2 separate regions of the Pan troglodytes genome follow, and region 1 is linked to region 2. The links are chromatin contacts, called in public Hi-C maps. All regions are on one chromosome and are shown on one strand. The core of a region is the stretch at or near the end of the contact, and the rest is flanking DNA. Distances in the headings are between cores, read along the strand shown. Region 1 holds the start of VPS4A (vacuolar protein sorting 4 homolog A). Region 2 overlaps TANGO6 (transport and golgi organization 6 homolog).

Region 1 (3,322 bases), core at 510-3,009, 420 kb before region 2:
TTTAGGCCAGACCCGTGGCTCACACCTGTAATCCCAGCACTCTGGGAGGCCAAAGTGGGCAGATCACCTGAGGTCGGGAGTTCGAGACCAGCCTGACCAACACGGTGAAACCCCGTCTCTACTAAAAGTACAAAAATTAGCCGGGCGTGGTTGTGGGTGCCGGTAATCCCAGCTACTCAGGAGGCTGAGGCAGGAGAATCGCTTGAACCTGAGAGGCAGAGGCTGCAGTGAGCCAAGATCACACCACTGCACTCCAGTCTGGGCGACAGAGTGAGACTCCATCTCAAAAAAATAAATAAATAAAATTTAAAAATAAATAAATACAGCTGTGTTTGAAACTGAAAAACATTCTCGGTTCACGGGCCATAAAAAACCTGCCTGGGCAGACGGGATCTGCGGCTTCTGCTGGTGGTACGGTGGGATCTGGCTATGGACTCTAATTCCTAACCTGGTACCCCAACTCATTCCATGTCTGCTCCTACTTCTGCCCTCCTCCACCTCCAGGTCTCTGAATGCTACTGGAACTCTGATGTCCCTTTTTCCATGAAGTCTTGTCTAACTCTCCCAGGCACTTTGTTGGCTGTCACTTAATGGACACCTACTATGTGCCAGACATACAAGAATGCTTTACCGTAATTATTCAATTTAAAGCTATCATCACAACAACCTAGAGGGCATTACCCCATTTTACAGACCAGGAAACTCGAGACCCGAAGATGAAAAAAAAAAAACTAGCCCAAGGTCACTTGCTGGTGAGTGGCAGAGCTGAGATTCAAACCCCGGAATGAGGCCTGAGCATGTTGATCTCTTCTGGCCCCGCAGGACTGACAGCACCTAGAGGGTGGGTCAGTTGTTCACCCAGGTGGCGCCATCCCAGCACCACCCTGCAGGATCTAGGGAATGAATGAAGGGTCGCTGGCCGAGAAGAGGAAGTCGAAGATTGGGGAAGGGGCCGGGGCTTGTTCGAAGTGAGGTCGAGGGACTTCCAGGACCCGGGACAGGAGAGGAGGGAGTGAGACAGGAGAGGAGGGAGCGAGCATCGCTGTCTGAACGCCCAGCCGGACCCCGGGCCGAGCTTCCTGAGGGTGCCTGTGCAGCTCGGGTGAGGCTGATCCCCACGGCGGTACCGGGGCGCCGGCTACACGAAGCGGCCCTGGGGCTGGGCCAGCCGGGCAGGGCCGGAAGGCCTGAGGGTGGAGATGCCACCCGGCTCCGAGCGCGTGGAAACAGACACGGGCGGAAGCGGCGAGGGGGCGGCCGGAGCGGGGTCGCGAGGCCGGGGCTGGGAGGCGCCCACCTGACCACCCGCCCGCCGCCCGGCTCTGCGGCCCGCAGGCCCCGCTGCCTTCGGCCTCCGAAGTCGGGCCGGGCCGCACGAGGTACCTGGAGGGTTGACGTTGTCATTTCATCTCCTGGGTCCGCCCCACACCCCGCGGCGCTGCTTGCGGCCTCGGTCCGGCCCCGGGGAGCCGAGGTACTGGGTCCGGCGCGGGAAGCCCGGCGGTGGGCGCTGAGCGCGGTGCGCGGGCAGGGCGGCCGCTCGCAGCGGGAGCCGAGTCCGAGGGCAAGCGAGGAGCGCAGCCCAGAGCGGTCGGGCCCGAGCCGAGCGGCTGCCCCCTAGCGGCCACGGCTCGCACTGCAGGCACCTCTCCCTGCCTCGGCGAAGGCAGGGGGCGGTTCGAGAGGCAGGACTGACTGGGGACGAGGAGGTGGGACTAGGGCGAGACGGACAGGGGGCGGGGACGGGGGTGGGTGGGACAAGGCCGGGGCGGGGCCTGGCGGGACGTACATTCTAGGGGCGGGGCCAGGGGCGGAGTGGGGTAGAATCCGGAAATCCTGACCTCGCTTGGAATAACAGCGCCCATTGAGCAGTTTTATTCTCACAATAAAACGAACTTATCAGAGCGTTGGTTTCTCCATGTTTAATACCGCACGATCATAATTAGCACCTGCCTTGTCTGGCTTTTGTGGGGAATAAATGAGCTAGCTAATGTAAACAGAGTGTGCCCCACACTGGGGCTCAATCCCTGGTGGGATGCCGCTGACTGTTCAAAGCCAGTTTTGTTTTGCTTGGATTGATTGACTGATTGATTGATACGGAGTCTTGCTCTGTCGCCTAGGCTGGAGTGCAGTGGCATGATCTCGGCTCATTGCGACCTCCGCCTCCCGGGTTCAAGCGATTCTCCTGCTTCAGCCTCCCGAGTAGCTGGGATTACAGGCATGCACACCTACTGTGTGCAGCGTTGTGTGCTAGTTTCTGGGGATACAATGATCAAAGCAGTTCTAGGGCTAGGTGTAGTGGCCCACGCCTGTAATTCCAGCACTTTGGGAAGCCAAGGCAGGAGGATTGCTTGAGCCGAGGATCAAGACCAGCTTGGACAACATAGTAAGACCTCGTCGCTAAATTAACAAACAAAACAAAACAAACAAACAAAAAAAAAACGCACCAGAGGCAAGTGATCCATTTGTCCACAAGTCTATCCTGTGAGAGAAAAAAAATGGAGGGCAAAAAACATCCAAGTTGAGGCTGGGTATGGGGGCTCATGCCTGTAATCCCAACACTTTGGGAAGCCGAGGCAGGCCGATTGCTTGGGCCGAGGAGTTCAAGAACAGCCTCGGCAACAGGTGAACCCCCATCGCTACAAAAAATAAAAAACGTATCTGGGCATGGAGGCGCACACCTGTAGTCCCAGCTACTCCGTAAGCTGAGTTGGGAGAATTGCTGGAGCCTGGGAGGTCGAGGCTGCAGTGAGCCGTGACCAGGCCATTGTACTCCACCCTGGGCAATGAAGCAAGACCCTGCCTCCAAAAAAAAAAAAAAAAAGAAAAAACCCCAAAAAATTGGCACACCTTAATCTCTCTTCACAAAATGCTAATTAAATACAAAGGAGAGGCCGGGCGTGGTGGCTCACGCCTATAATCCCAGTACTTTGGGAGGCCGAGGCAGGTGGATCACTTGAGGTCAGGAGTTCAAGACCAGCCTGGCCAACATGGCGAAACCCTGTCTCTACTAAAAATACAAAATATTCGCCGGCCATGGTGGCGGGCACCTGTAATCCCAGCTACTTGGGAGGCTGAGACAGGAGAATCGCTTGAACCTGGGAGGCGGAGGTTGCAGTGAGCCAAGACCACGCCATTGCACTCCAGCCTGGGCGACAAGAGCGGAACTCCATCTCTAAATAAATAAATACAAAGGAGAAAACAATGAGGACATTAGCTTGACTACGCGACCGAAGGGAACACCCCTGGTGGTGGGATGCGTGGCCCTCGTGTGTCTCTCCACATGATACCCTGAAGAGAGCATGGCATCATGGCATCTCTG
Region 2 (3,425 bases), core at 707-3,206:
TCCCAGAATCTTCCAGAGTCCTTCAAATCAGTCATGTTTTCTCCACAACATTCTATGTTAAAGGAAAAGCCAAAATGGATAAACGTCACTTCTAAGCTTCTGTGAGCCATTTTGATTGTGAAAATGAAGTACTGTATTCAAATACTCCTAAAACAACACGACGTTAGCCTGGCATGGTGGCGCGCGCCTGTAGTCCCAGCTACTTGGCAGGCTGAGACAAGAGAATTGCTTGAACCCAGGAGGCAGAGGTTGCAGTGAGCCAAGATCATGCCATTGCACTCCAGTCTGAGCGACAGAGCAACACTCAGCACCAAAAAACAAAACAAAACAAAACAAAAACACATGACAATTATCTTAAGAAGCACTACTTTAGTCACGCTTTAAAATTCAACGATAAAGAGTAAATTCCAAACAATTATATTTAATTCCAGAAAAGTAAAAACTCTGGATCTAAAGATCATAAAATCCAAGCTGCTCTTATAGAGTTTCTTTAAATAAACTTCTTTTTTTTTTTTTGAGACAAGAGTCTCACTCTGTCACCTAGGCTGGAGTGCAGTGGCACAATCTTGGCTTACTGCAACCTTCATCTCCTGGGTTCGAGTGACAGTCCTGCCTCAGCCTCCTGAGTAGCTGTGACTACAGGCGCCAGCCACCACAACCGGCTAATTTTTGTATTTTTAGTAGAGATGGGTTTCACCATGTTGGCCAGGCTGGTCTTGAACTCCTGACCTCAAGTGATCTACCCACCTCGGCCTCCCAAAATGCTGGGATTACAGGTGTGAGCCACCACGCCTGGTCCTTCTTTTTTTTTTTTTTTTTTTGAGATGGTCTCGCCCTGTTGCCCAGGCTGGAGTGCAGTGGTACGATCCCAGCTCACTGTAACTTCCACCTCCTGATTCAAGCAATTCTTTTGCCTCAGCCTCACAAGTAGCTAGGCCTACAGGCATGCACTACCATGCCTGGCTAATTTTTGTATTTTTAATAGAGATGGGGTTTCACCATGTTGGCCAGGCTGGTCTCAAACTCCTAACCTCAGGTGATCCACCCGCCTCAGCCTCCTAAAGTGCTGGGATTACAGGTGTGAGCCACCGTGCCTGGCCAAAAACATCTTCTTAATAACTGTTGCTGGGCAGAATAGCAGCTTGCATTTGTACTGATAATTCTGTTTGCAATCTATGTGTTTTTCTATTTTCCTCAAGTCCATCAAACTGAAGGGGTGTTTTAAAACTTTACCAAATTAACCATGAATATATAATTATATTTCAACACTTCAACAAACAGCAGCACTTTGAATGTGATGTGAAATCCAAACAGGATAGCAGCCACCCATGAACATTACATGGACTATGACCAACAGGAATTTACGTTCTGAGGTAATAACATTAGATCATCCAGAAAGTGGAAATAATTTAAAATATGCAATTGTGAGATGTTGGAGAAATAAATGATCCATTCCACTAATATTTATTAAGCACTTTCTAATCAATCCCTATGAGAAACAAATTTCCATCATAAAATTACCATAAAAGATAGCTATTGGACAATTTCCCTCAGGAATAAGTCTGACTATAAACACACACATATACCATTTTGAGAGTCAGAAAGATAATTGGATTATTATGGTGTTAAGGGTGAACATGTGTCTGCCCTTTACTCTGATTAACTGGCAAAGATGGTGGAGTAAGTGGGCTTGTTGTGATGCAGAGCTGTGAGGCTCCAGTAAATTGCACCAACTATTAGCAGGCATCTTAGGAAAAAACCTGGAGGATTATTTAAGGCTCACGTTTCATTTAGAGAATATAAATAGCAGGCACCTGAGCCACTTGAGTTTCTGGTTTCTTTTCTATCAGCGCCCCTTAGTGGTTGAATCACTGAATGGCCTTTTGGGCGGAACTAAATCTGAAGAGAACAGTAACGGATGGGTGGACTCACCTAATGGCCTCTTTGATGGTAATCATAATGCCACCTTGAGTGGCAGCTCTAAACTGACACAGAGAATGGAGAGAGGGCACAGCTTTGTCCAACCCTGCAAATCCTTTCAGGCTGGCAATTGCCTTCTTCCTTTCCAGCTTCCCCAGAATCCATAATAAGATTTCTTGGCAAAGTGACCTGGCAGAAAAAGCAGTTATGAATGAGCTTGTCATCTTACTCCATGCATCTAACAAGCTAACATAAAAAAAGAAAGAAAGGCTGTCAGGTTCCACTGCATTTTAAATGCTGGCACAATCTCCTAGTACTACTGAAATGCAGGAGTGGAAAGTATGCTTCTTGTGAATTTCAGAATGCAAATATCCTGAAATTCAATGAGTGACTGACTAATCCTTGGTTCTGGCAGCAACCCTGATTTGCCACATGAGCCCCACGTGATTTTTTTTTTTTTTTTTTTTTTTGGTAATTCCAAGTGTACTACTGCCTTTGCATCAGGCACTGTCAAAGAAAGTATACACGGATAAAAATCATCTACGCTCAGCAAGACCAACAGCTGGAGACCAAGAAACAGCATACCAACAAAATATTGCTGATTCCTCAACCCCTTTCATCTGTGCCAATCAACTAGAAGAGGAACTAAATCATCATTCACATGTTCCTTGTCAGTCTCTGATGAGGACATGACAGTGCTGTGAGGACTTGAGTTTTAAAACAAAAACAAGAGGCCAGGTGCGGTGGCTCACGCCTATAATTCCAGCATTTTGTGAGGCTGAGGGGGGGGGGGGGGTGGATCACCTGAGGTCAGGAGTTCGAGACCAGCCTGGCCACACGGTGAAACACTGTCTCTACTAAAACTACAAAAATTAGCCGGGCATGGTGGAAGGTGCCTATAAGCCCAGCTACCCAGGAGGCTGAGGCAGGAGAATCGCCTGAACTCAGGAGGCGGAGGTTGCAGTGAGCCGAGCTCGCACCACTGCACCCCAGTCTGGGCAACAGAGAGAGACTCCGTCTCAAAAAAAAACAAAAACAAGAGTTATTTTGTGGACTGTCCCTTGAAACCAAGTTCACAGATGTACAGCCTCCCTCTTCCAATGCATTCTCTCTTGTCGTTGCCATTGCAGCTGTGGGATACAAGGATGTGCTGACTCAAGCTGAAGAGCCAGGGGAACTATGTAAGCTTTGAATAGTACAAAAGATGGTGTTTTCCTTCACCACTTAGCAATGGTGATAATGATAGCTACCATTTATTGAGCTTACTATTTGCCGGGGACTGTACTAAACACATTAATGCATATTTAGTCTTCACAATAACTCTGTGAAGAAGGTACTATTATTGCATATTGGATTACATGTGAGGATCTCCAAACACCAAAAATCATAATTCTATAGGACTTGAGATAAGATAACTCTTACCTGGAGGAAGAAACAACATAAATTACTGTGAAAATAGAGCTGATACAAAATGAATCCTACTTAAATTCTACGACAAAGGAGTA

Evidence for each region. Hi-C and Micro-C count contacts between places; a contact is called where the count stands out from the background.
Region 1: a contact with region 2 is called in a Hi-C map of stem cell-derived neural progenitor cells, with 3 times the contacts expected there. The contact joins the promoter of VPS4A here to the enhancer-like site in region 2. A contact is called at or near these places in 1 of 7 Hi-C or Micro-C datasets (stem cell-derived neural progenitor cells) and 1 of 1 datasets of contacts at active chromatin or transcription factors (stem cell-derived excitatory neurons).

Annotation. Positions count from the first base shown.
Region 1 is chr18:67,357,251-67,360,572 of NHGRI_mPanTro3-v2.0_pri, reverse strand. VPS4A (vacuolar protein sorting 4 homolog A) reads right to left here and starts at 1,759. Exons shown (of 11, transcript XM_016930073.4): 1 at 1,384-1,759. The coding sequence starts at 1,404.
Region 2 is chr18:66,941,247-66,944,671 of NHGRI_mPanTro3-v2.0_pri, reverse strand. TANGO6 (transport and golgi organization 6 homolog) reads right to left here. Exons shown (of 18, transcript XM_511059.9): 9 at 1,933-2,109. Among named protein-coding and RNA genes, the nearest start is that of TANGO6, 59 kb to the right of the region's middle. Within about 2 kb of position 1,956, at least 5 of the 24 cell types and tissues checked have an H3K27ac peak or open chromatin away from gene starts, as enhancers often do. A contact at or near this core is called in stem cell-derived neural progenitor cells, where this site is marked.